Regions from separate parts of the Capra hircus genome. Here region 2 is linked to region 1. A link is a contact called in public Hi-C data. All regions are on one chromosome and are shown on one strand. Each heading gives the region's core, a stretch centred on a gene start, on an enhancer-like site or on the middle of the called end of the contact. The rest is flanking DNA. Distances are from core to core; before and after follow the strand shown.

The links. A called contact is a pair of places that touch in the nucleus more often than the background predicts.
Region 2: a contact with region 1 is called in a Hi-C map of blood, with 2.6 times the contacts expected there. The contact joins the promoter of EXT1 here to the enhancer-like site in region 1. A contact is called at or near these places in 2 of 5 Hi-C or Micro-C datasets (blood and liver).

The regions. Positions count from the first base shown.
Region 1 is chr14:35,667,042-35,672,904 of ARS1.2, forward strand. The region is part of intron 1 of EXT1 (exostosin-1); the gene reads right to left. Among named protein-coding and RNA genes, the nearest start is that of EXT1, 250 kb to the right of the region's middle. Within about 2 kb of position 4,535, at least 1 of the 5 cell types and tissues checked has an H3K27ac peak or open chromatin away from gene starts, as enhancers often do.
Region 2 is chr14:35,917,784-35,924,080 of ARS1.2, forward strand. EXT1 (exostosin-1) reads right to left here and starts at 2,839. Exons shown (of 11, transcript XM_005689136.3): 1 at 1,104-2,839. The coding sequence starts at 2,065.

The DNA of each region.
Region 1 (5,863 bases), core at 3,285-5,784:
AAACCATGTTTTACTGTTAATTCTCTTACTGGCAGAATAATAACATGTGATAGAAACCCCAGTCTCAGCTGCTTTTAATGAGACTGGATGGCCAGTATTAACTGCACAGGGGATCACAGACCATTAAGGATGCAGTCACCCGATTCGACCAGTAGATGGGGCACATCCACATGGCAAGTGTTCCCACTGAACTCTGCTGATCAGAAAGAGTAGGTTCTACTTTCTCCTCCTTCGCTCCCAACCAGATGATCAAAATGATACCAAAGCGGGAAAAGGAGGACATATCTTATCTCTCTGAAAGAGGACTTTGATTACTTCCCTGACTTCTCTTTCAATTCTACCACAATATAAATAAAAGAGGGAGAGGCCAGCGAGACGGCTGGTAGGGGGACAGGAATCTGAGGTGACCACCTCAGAAGGAAGGGGTTGCCAAGGCCACCTTGAATGTAATCTAGAAAAGCCCATCATTTGGTCAGTCACTTACTGAGGCGCGACATTCAGTGAGTGCCTTCTATGGGCTGGCACTGCCCTGGGCTGGCTGCTGGACCTACAATGGGAACTCACTCAAAAATGAGACGTGCTTCATGGACATCATCAGCTATAGTGCAACACAAACCCTGGAGAAATGCACGTAGTCCATTGTAGCTGTACGCCCTAGTGGGGCTAAAGAACGGGGGGCAATAGAGTGACCCTGGGTAGAAGGTCAATATTGAGTCAAGACTGAGGGGTCAAGGAAGCCCTCTCTGAAGAAGCAACATTGACATGGCATAAAAGCTGAAGACAACGAAGCTTCCTAGAGTCGGTGTGGGAAGAACCATTCTGGAAGGGGGATGTATTTGCGCAGAGCTCCAACTTGGAACATTCTTGACACTCTCAAAGATCAAGGGAAAGCAAGCCAGTCTGGGTGGGGTGGTAGTGGTGGAGAGGGAAGCGATGGTAGAGGAAGGAAGGTAAATGACATAACTCAAGGCATTTTCCCGACAGAGCAGTGGGTAGCCCTGGGTATGATCATACTTATCTACTCCACGGAAAACACAGAAACACACATACACACACATAATTACATAGTGCTTAATTTCCCAGGTGCTATTTTAAACCTCTTACATACACAAACTCCATCTACATCTCAAAGTAATCCCAAAAAGTAAGCACTATTACTAATATCCAGCTGTAGGGATAAGGATGTAAGTGACTCACCCACAGTCACACAGCTACTTCTGTGCCAGAGCCTAGACTGGAACTGGAATCACCTGACTCCAAAGTGCATACTCTTAGCTTCTATATGCTCACAATCCTTAGGAGATCATTTTACTGGGATAGTTCTGTGTGACTGTGTATATTTTGATATGAGTATGATGGGCTTCCCAGGTGGCGCTAGTGGTAAAGAACCTGCCTACTAATGAGGGAGATGTGAGAACCATGGGTTCCATCCCTGGGTCAGGAAGTTTCCCTGGAGTAGAAAACGGCAACTGACTCCAGTATCTTGCCTGGAGAATCCCATGGGCAGAGAAGCCTGGCGCGCTACAGTCCACAGGGCCGCAAAGAATCGGACATGATGGAAGCAACTTAGCATGAGAGAGCTCAGTTGGTAAAGAATCCGCCTGCAAAGCAGGAGACTCCGGTTTGATTCCTGGGTTGGGAAGATCTGCCTGGAGAAAAGATAAGCTACCCATTCCAGTATTCTTGGGCTTCCATGGTGGCTGAGCTGGTAAAGAATCCACCTGCTATGTGGGAGACCTGGGTTTGATCCCTGGGTTGGGAAGATCCCCTGGAGAATGGAAAAGCTACCCACTCAGTATTCTGGCCTGGAGAATTCCATGGACTGTATAGTCCATGCGGTCACAAAGACTCACCCACGACTGAGCGACTTTCACTTCCGTAATAAGATTGGGCTTTTCTTCCCCCCCTTGTACTGTTTTTTTTCTTTTTTTTTGGTTTTGATGGCAGGGAGGACCAATGTGGTCCCCAAAAAAGAAATCTACAATTTGGCAATGGATATAAGGCCAGACAGACTTATCATATCCTGATAATCAAGCACAATTGTGTTCCCCGACTCCTGCCAGATGCCAGCTTCCTCTCGAGTCTGGGTTCTGTACACAGACTCCCCAAAGGGCTGTAAATCAGCGGTACTAGATATTTCCACAAAGTTTCAAACAGATGTTCACCCGGTGCTTATTCGCCCAGGCTCCAGATGGCTCCAGATCCTGGCTCCTTCCTCCTGCAGACCCTCAAATCACAACCCAGACATGTCACTAACGGAGGCTGGGGAAGAAGGATGAGCGAAGTGGACCCAGTGGAGTTCTTTAAGAAGCCCCCTAGAACTGGTGGCATTTCACGTATGCATAGAAGGAGCCATAGCCCGAGTCAGCATAAATCACTGCCAGCCTTTACTACCTGGATACAGTTTTCCAAAAGATGAAGTAGTCATACATGTGGTGGAAAAAGTTTCTGCTGCCAGTCAGCCTGCACCTGCAACAATTTATTCCAACGTCTTCCACAAGCAACTGGTTGTAGAGAATTTTACTACACTGACATCATAGCAAGGTGATTCCATACCTATCTGTCCTCTCAAAAGGGAGAGAAGTAATGCTGAAAAGAGTGTTCTATCAACATTAGAAAAAAAATCCTTAAGAATATATTTCAAACCTACAACAAAAACATAAAAATCAGGGAAACTTCTTTAAAACTCCATTCTTTCTCAGTCCAAGGAACAGGTTTACACGTTTTTCTTTCTCTCCCCAATTAAAAGTATCCTTGACTTTATCTAGCGACTGATGCACGTGGATAATAAGAAAACCCAGAGGACAGCACTGGATTGCCAAGGCTTGCAGGTTTTCTTTAAGGCAGTCTGGAGAGATTCCCTACTTCCCTCTCACTTCTCCAGAAAGACAAAGACTTTTCAAAAGAGTAGAAGCTGAGCTGAAGTTTCTTTCCTAGTTTTCCTGCCTCTGGCAGTCATTTTACTCATCTGCATAAAAGAGGAATTATTGTGATGGAAGCCCAAATGAACGTCTGTGAGTCAGGATGACAGCCTTCCATATGCTGGCCCACCCCATGCCAACCTTTGCGGATTCTGTTGGGATCCCTTGTAAATTTCACTTTCTGTTTATGCAGCTTTTCATGGAGGCTCAGATCAAACCTCCCTCTATCCTCAAGCAATGGTAAAGAGGAGCCTATCAGATCATTTGCCTTTCAGGGGTATGTAAGCTTTGTCGTTAGGGAGTAAGAAAACTGTCTAGTGGGCTTAGCCAGAAATGACTTCCTTTTGTCTTTTCTTTATGAAAACTTTCTCTATTTCTTTCATCTCTCTTGGACCTTAAGAGAAAAGAGCATTTCATACTCATTGTTCCCTATCTACCACATTCTACAGACAGAGATAATTAAAGGTAAGATTATTTATTTCTGACTGTCAAAACTCTCAGCAAGGCTTACGAGGAGCAGGGATTCGAAATTCATCCTATCTCAAGATGACTGCACTAATAGTATAAATCGTGTAAATAACCAGGTGTCTGTACACACCGGATGCCTAGAAATGCATCTGGGTTGACAAATGTTTACACTGAGTTATATTGCTTTAATTTACCCTCTGATGGAGGCAGAAGGGGGTGGGCCATATCACATTAATAAAGGAAGGGGGTGTTATAGCATTTTATTACATGGAAGTTTCCCTTCCTTAGGTAAAACCTAAATACACCAAAAGTCCTTTAAAACTGAAAAACTGACAACATGTTATTGAATTATAAACTATGATTTTCATTTAAGCAGAGCCCCTAGGACAAAGATGGCTGATTAAAACACTGGAGCTCAGAGAGGTTAAATGATTATTCACGGTCACACAGCTGGTGAAGATCACAGGACTCAGTCCAGCTCCAGAGCTCAAAATTAACTGCTCCCAAGTACCACTGCTCGCCCAGCTAGTCGGCAGAACAGAACACTCACCAAACGGAGGGAATGCTGTCAATCTTACCGCCCCTTAGAAAATGTCCAGAGGATCAACTGAGCCCAGAAATGGTTCAGCACTTGCTTGGGAAAGCCAACGTTCAGGTGTAAAGGGTAATTATTTATTCAAAAACCAGCTATCGATCAAAGTTACAAACCTACATTTTTTATCCTTTTTGGGGGTATTTCTCAATAGTACATGATTAGCCATTCTTGGAAATGATTCTGTGGGCTGCTAGAAGTTTTTGTGGGTTGGTAGATCTTTCTGAAACTATTTCTAGGCTGCATGAATCTTTGTCTGGGAATTTGCCTCCCTGGCCTTCCAAAACATGAAGTGCATTTTTGCTTTGTTCAGATATTTTTCTTTTTTTTCTTACTACCCTCTGCAAGTCTGAAAATACAAATGACCCTGAAAAGGTCCCGAGGGCATTTGGTTTTCTTTCCTTACCTCGAATCGACTCCTTCTTTTAAAAAAGAAAGCTTGGGGAAATTTATAGCCCAGAAAGATGAGTGGAAAAAATGATGTTATTTCAATGCAAAATTATTCCAGGACTCTGTGTGTGTGCGTGCGTGTGTGTGTGTGTGTGTGTGTGCAGTGGGTGGTGGTGGCAGGGGAGAGGAGGAGGAGGAGAGTTGCAACAGAAGGTGGGTTGAGGGAAATGCCCATCTCCACGGGCAATTCAATTTGGCAGCTCCATGGAGACAAACCAATTAGTATGGATTGTCAAGGTGTTTTGTATGAATTGGCTACCTGCCCATTATGAATTGGAATGGGATTAACTAGCTCATTCCAAACACTCCACCAAACAGCAAATGGTCATATGATAATGATTTTCAGTCACTAACACCTTGGCTGGATTGGAGACTTGGACTTATACCTTTAACAATCTAAGAGATTCATTTCTTCAAGCCTACCCACTTCTCCTAAACACATCTTTTTATTTCCCCTTCTTAGCTCTTATTTTTTTTAAAGCCTCCCTGCTAATTGGGAGGCTGTACATTCTTCTAAACATGAACATACGTATTAACCAACCAACCCCGTAATAACTGATTCGTATGCTCTACCATTTAAATGTGCCGGTCCTCCACTCACAGTTTTCAAAGCCCCATGGTGAAACACATGACCACCCACTTGGCAAGTTAATTCCACCAGAGGTTCTAGAACCATCCACCTCTGACAGAGAAGCCCTGAGAAGCTTGGGTTCAAGATTCAGGGATTCAGTCCATGACCAAAGTCATTAGCTCTTTTGATTATTTGTCTCAGCTTCTTATAGTTGGACTTTCCCCTTGTTTCAGACACCAAGTCCAAACTTGATCTTCCAGGCCCAGAAAGTTGGCTCTAAGGACCACCATTAGCCAACAGCATGTCTGCCCACACTCTTCTCCAGACAAATGGGGCCCTAGGCTAGGGCCAACAGCTTCATGGAAGACAGCCCAAGGTGGATCTCAACCCAAACACACGTGACATTCCTCTGCGTTCCCACACGACGTGGCGGCCACATCCTTCTCAACATCCACTTCTCTCGGGGGCTCCCCAGTCCCCTTGGCGGGGATGGGAGTGACCCCTACTCCCAGGCTTAGGGGCAGCATGTGATGCAAGTGTAAGCCATCAGTACATTCCCCAGGCCACGTTTTCGGTTTTTTTTTTTTTTTTTTTAAGATAAGGCCTGGGACTTCCCTGGTGGCTCAGACGGTAACAAATCTGCCTGCAATGAGGAGACTTGGCTTCAGTCCCTGGGTCAGGACGATCCCCTGAAGATGGGGATGGCAACCCACTCCAGTATTCTTGCCAAGAGATTTCTATGGACAGAGGAACCTGGTGGGCTACAGTCCAAGGGTCACAAATAATCCGACGTGACTGAGCAACTAATATTTTCACTTTCACTTCGGGAGCCATTTAAGCCAATATGGCTGCTTCCTCAGG
Region 2 (6,297 bases), core at 1,589-4,088, 250 kb after region 1:
GGAGCTCACTAACTCTTTCAAAGCCAGACAGAAGTTGAGTAACTGGAGCTCCCACCCCATCGACCAGGAAACGGACCCTCCAAGCTCAAGTTAAAGCCCATTGGTGGAAACTAGTTTTGACCCCCCCCCCTCCAAGTCCAGTGTCTCAGTTACCATCACTGTGAAGGAAAAGCAAGAGTGAGAAAGGCTACAAAGTCTCCAGCTCAGTTACTTAGCAACTGGACAAAACTTGCTTCACTCCAGAGGGTGAGGAGGCATCTCACCACCCATTCAGAGAGTAACAGTCTCCGATTTACATGCAAATTGATAAAGACAAAAGGGAAGAGGAAATCTAAATTAGCAACTGGAGTTTACAGCAGTAGAGCTGAGGCCCAGATTTACAAACAGCTTTCTCCCAGGGAGGGAGGCAGGATATATACATACCAACAAGCACACATGAATGAGTGCAAGCATGCATGCATGCGTGCATGCAAGATCACAGGCCCTAACCAGCTTACAGTCTCCCTTCATAAAAGTCAATGCCATCTGGGAGTAGGGAAGAGACAGGCACAGAAAGTTTAGGAGCTAAAATTAGAGCACTTTCACTACTAACACACATTTAGGGTTTACGGAAAGATGACAATTGGAGGGTGGGAGAATCCCAGGGAAAGCAGCTTCCCCTCCCTCCTCCTGAGAACAGCAAATAAAGCATCAACCTTGGGTGGAAGGTCCCTAGATTGGGTGGATTCAGAGCCTCTGGGGTCCCTATAACCTCTCACAAACCCTCTCCTGGCTCCGCCGTTGAAGCGCAGGTTCCAAACTTGGATCAAACCCACACCCTTCATAGAAGACACATCACCCTGAAGGTTTTCCAAGCAAGAGGGAGTCACTGTCACCTACTTGGCCCAAGAAAGTGCTCCAGGCTTTTCTGTTTGCCCGAGGAGCTCCAACTCTGGGTCTTCAGCTCCAAGCCACACACCAGAGAACCAGGCTGCTCGGTCCCAGGCTTGGAGCAAGAGGAAGAGGACCGGAGGGGCTCCCCTGTCCCACCCCCATTCCCCAAGCTCACACCTGGACCCAGGTGGGCAGGGCCCGGGGCTAACCCGCCGAGGCCCGTCACTTACTTCTCATACTCGGTGTTGTCCCGGTCACAGCGAGAATCCTTGTGCTTCTGCCAGTCTTTGCCATGCTTGCAGGTGGTGAGCAGCACTACGTCCTCCCCGTTATGGACGTGATATAAGGCATTCCTGGTGTCTGACCCTATCCCTGTCAGGTACCTCTTCCCCTTGAAGACCAGCATGTACTTCCTGAGAGGAGGGATAGTGTTAAACTTCAAAAACCCCCTCTCCCCTCCTGTCCTGGGATGATCCTTAGAAAAGAGGGGAATAGAAACATCAAAGTTGGGTCGGAAGTTTTCAGTACTGATGCTGGCCTTAGCCAGCATCGCCTGGCCGATGTCAAACCCCACGTCCTCGGTGTAGTCAGGCCAAGTGCCGGAATATAAATTAAAAATTAAATGATTCCTACCGTTGTTCCACAAGTGGAGACTCTGCACTTTGGATCTCAAATTGTGCACATACTGAGGTGACAACTGGTCTCGGTCTAAAGTGTCCAGACTCAGGACAAAGAGGCACGCCTGGCTGGGGTCCGAGGTATAGAACCTGGAGCCCTCGATGGCCGCTAGAATGTTTTGGTAACTTTCAGCGATTTTCTCCCCTTTTTGCTGTGGGTAGACGTAGACTTTGAAGCCGTTTTTCTTGCAAAGGGTGAAATCGAAGCAGGACTCCATGCGGCACTTCTTGCCTTTGTAGATGCTCGAGTTGGCCTCTCGCTTCTGCCGGGGCGAAACGTGCACGCTGGAATCCTCGTTTTCCAATTGATCCCAGGGAACGAAGGGGCGCAGAGCGTCCGGGAAGCGGGGCCAGAAATGATCCGGACTCGGGTGGTGCAAGCCATTCCGACCGCTGTGCTCTTCTCTCCGGCTGTGGCTTCTCGATGCCCTAAACTGCAAGCCTCCGAAATAAAACAAAAGGGCGAGACAAGAGCCAGCTGAGAGCAGGATGAAATAGCGTTTTTTGGCCTGCATGTGTCCTGCCTGGGTCAAGAGGATTGTAAATAAACACAAGAATCACCCAAGTTTCCCAATCAACACTTTCAGCTCCAGTCCGCCATCTTCCCGCCCGTAAAGACTTCAAACTCTCCGCTCCCACCTTCTCTGGATGCCTTTCCCCAAGCCGTGGACTGATCCAGCGCATGTGGGCGATTTCTTTAACTTTCTCCCCTTCGGTCTTTCATCTTTGGGTTGCACAATGGACGGGAGAGAGCGGGGCGGAATATCTCGCACCAGGGCGGGCGAGCAGCGGACTGTAATTCTCTTGCATGCAACAAGACCGAGGAAAAGAAAGAGAGGGGGGGAGGAAAAAAAGCTCCCAATGCCCAATCAATGGCAAGACGAAGTGATTTCCTTGCCTCTCGGATTCCTCTCGGCAGCGTGGAAAACGAGCCCCTGGAAAGCAACTTCAACTCATCCAGGCTCCCGTGCAGAACACTCCAGTTCCAACAAGTCAGCCGATCCCCGGGTTCAGCCGGCTAGTGCATCTTGCAGCTGGGGCGCCGTAACCTCACAAATCCCTGCATCTCTCTTTATTCCCTTCTGCAGCAGCTCCAAGACTCCGGCAGTGTTTACTCCTGCGCTCGCCGGGCCGGCCCCCGGGACGCGCGACGGCCCGGCTGGAGAAGGCTGGAGGCGGCGGCGGCGGCGCTGGGTGACGGCGGCGGCGCGTCCTCCCCGCGGGCAGTGCCGGCCCGGAGCGGCGCTTCCAAGGCCCCCGCGCGATCGCTGCCGACCGCCGCGTTCGGTCGCCGAATGTTACCCGGTTCTGAATGTTACACTTACACATTCCATTCCCGACACGACAGCGCTGACCTCATCCATCCACGCAGCCCGCGCTGCCATTGGCCGAGCGTCACGTCCGGGGGGGGCGGTGCTTCCGCTGCGCCCATTCATAACCCCCGGCCACCGGCAGAGGCGCCGGCGCGGCGCTGGGGGTGCGGGCGGCGCGGGGACCCCAGGGCGCCTCGGCCGGGCCCCCGCGGGCGGAGCGCGGGGCTGCCCCGAGAGAGTCCGCGGTCCTTCGGCGCGCCGGGATCCGGACCCCGGCCTGGGCCTCACCACCTGCAGCCGCCGCGCCGGGAAACCAGCGCCTCCCAGAGGCGCCTGCGGGCGCACGGAGGCTGGGGAACCCGGGACGGGCGGGCGCTTCCCCGGCCCGCTGCTCCGGCTGCCCCGGTCGTCCTCGAGAATTCCTACGCCTCGGCTGCTTGCCGGGAACGCCTCCCTGAGCGGGCGGCGAGGAGTGTTCGGGTTCCTGGAGAAGGATGCTAGAAAAGTGGAGCAGTGGGGCGAGCCCTTGGGCTGCAGAAGGAAAAAAAAAAAAGACTTCATAGAAAGCGACCGCTGATCAGAAGGATGCCTCTCTCTGCCCACCTTCCACCCTCTGAGGGCCCCAAATTTTCCTTCCTACAAAGCATTTAAACAGGTCCCTTATCCCCTAAATGTGTGCTGTGTCGCTTCAGTCGTGTCCGACTCTTTGCCACCCCCATGGACTGTAACCCGCCGGGCTCCTCTATATGGGATTCTCCAGGCAAGAATACTGCAGCAGATTGCCATGCCTTCCTCCAGGGGATCTTCGCAACCCAGGAATCGAACCCATTATCTCTGGCGTCTCCTGCATTGCCCATCTCTTTTTTCTTACCCCCAAGGAACCACCCCAATCCCCGATAATGAAAAGGAAATACTACAACCGAAAGGAATCGTTTCAATTCATGTCTGTCTGTGCACTAAGAGAAGACACCTATCCCAAATCCTCAGTAACTTTCCACGCATCCTTTCCTAGCTTCCCAAAGCCCTTTGAAATCTATTCTGTAGAAAGCTTCCAAGAGATCCAATCACACCGTGGAAAAAAGAAGGTTCTTCTAATAGCCGAGAATAACCCGGTTGATTTAAGCTCCTCCCAGTACCGAAAGTGATGTTACTCTCTTTTGCGGGGGAGGGGGAATGGTTTTTAAGGAGCTGTCTCTGAGGGATAGATGGCTGGTAGAATGGCCAGCTGCAGATGAGACACTTGAGGCAGGAGATGACCTTTTCCACCATTAGTACAAGCTAGTCCTTCCTTCAGCTAGTCCTTCCTTCCTTCCCCTAGCCATAAGCCCCTACCCTCAGGGACCCATCACTGGACAAATCAGATAAAGATCCAGAGTCTCTCTAAAGATCCTCCAAGACTGCAAAGATGTGCTTCCAAACAGCGCTTCTGGTCAAAGCCAAGTCCTTGGCCTTACACCTAAATTCTGCTTCACTGGGAGCACCTCCCACCCTCTTCCCCAACCTAAGTCACAGGGGCCTGGCCAAAAGGGACAAACAGTTGCCTAGGGCAGCAAGCTGTTTTGTGATTGTTTATTATGGGAGGGACTGAGAGCTAGGGACAGACACATCCCAGCTTCCCCCAAGGCTGCAAAAAAAAAAAAAAAAAAAAAAAACCTCCAGCGGGTGTGGACAAAGGGCATGGTTATAATGAGGCAGGGTGAAATGATCAAGTGGAAAATTTTAGACATTTGTTGTTTCAGATTGGTTTTTAATAAAGGGGTGAAGGGGCCTTGGTGGGATGTTGCTGTACCTTTCTGAAGTCTTGCCCTATCTCTGGCCTGCCAAAGATGAGATAGCTTTTCCAGATTTGACGTGCACCCCCTGCACAATCAGACAGGCCTGGGAGAGAAATGAGGCTTCAGTCATCTTCCAGATACAATGACAGTGATGCAGATAAATGCAGTGATTGAAACCACATGTGACCAGGGGCCCGCCCCAGCCCGGGTTGCTGAGAGCACCCATGCAAGGCAAGGGCCCTTCTGTTGAGATTAGGCTGGAGATTTTCTCAGCCCAGTGGAATTGAGGCTTTGGGGACTGCAGCTCCTCTACATCCTGATAGTCATCCTGTGTGACCTTAGTGGGAGCGAGTTACAGCCCTTGCTCTTTTGCGTCTCTTTCTGCTTTGACACATTTTTCCCATCTTGCCTAACCGTTATGGATTCCTTCATCCCACGCTCCAGGGTTACCCAGCCCTACTGTCACATTCCATAGTGGTGTACACTGTGAGAAAACTCTGGCTCAGGAAATGAGAGAAAATTTGGATTCAGACCCCCAGATCTGTCATTTACGAGTGCCTCAGGCATGTGGTTTAATCTCACGGAATATCAGCTTCTCGCTTAAAAAGTCAGAATAATAATATTTTTTATGAAACTGGATACCATAAATTGCTCTACGTGTGCAACACTTTTTGCTCAAGTTCCTCATTTCAAAAGCCAACTGGAATCTAAAGCAGCCCTCTATGATGGCATCATCATTGCATCCATCTCCTTTGGTTTTATTTTCTCCCCAGCCCTTCTCAATAGCGGAAATCCTTTGTTTGTGTGTTTGTTGTCTGTATTTCTTCACTGTAAGAGGAGCTTCCTGAGTGCAGGAACCCTGTGTTACTCATTCCTCAATCCCCAAGGCTGCCATAGGTAGCTCTGGTATTCTGGTGGAGCCCAGTCACTGATCTGAATGATGAATCAATCACTAAAGTTCAACTTCACCTCAGGATTTGAACATGCTTGAAGAGAAAGGTGTCCCTCATGGTCTCTCAAAGCAGGTCTGAGTCTCCTGTCTGAGATGGAAATATTACAAACTAGGAATATCTTCAGTTCAGTTCAGTTCAGTTGCTCAGTCGTGTCCGACTCTTTGCGACCGCATGAATCGCAGCATGCCAGGCCTCCCTGTCCATCACCAACTCCCAGAGTTCACTCAAACTCACGTACATCGAGTTGGTGATGCCATCCAGCCATCTCATCCTCTGTCGTCCCCTAATCCTCCTGCCTCAATCCCTCCCTGCATCAGGGTCTTTTCCAAAGAGTCAACTCTTTGCATGAGGTGGCCAAAATATTGGAGTTTCAACTTTAGCAGCAGTCCTTCCAATGAACACCCAGGACCAATCTCCTTTAGGATGGATTGGTTGGATCTCCTTGCAGTCCAAGGGACTCTCAAGAATCTTCTACAACACCACAGTTCAAAAGCATCAATTCTTCAGTGCTCAGCTTTCTTCACAGTCCAACTCTCACATCCATACATGACCACTGGAAAAACCATAGCCTTGACTAGACGGACCTTTGTTGGCAAAGTAATGTCTCTGCTTTTGAATATGCTATCTAGGTTGGTCATAACTTTCCTTCCAAGGAGTAAGCGTCTTTTAATTTCATGGCTGCAATCACCATCTGCAGTGATTTTGG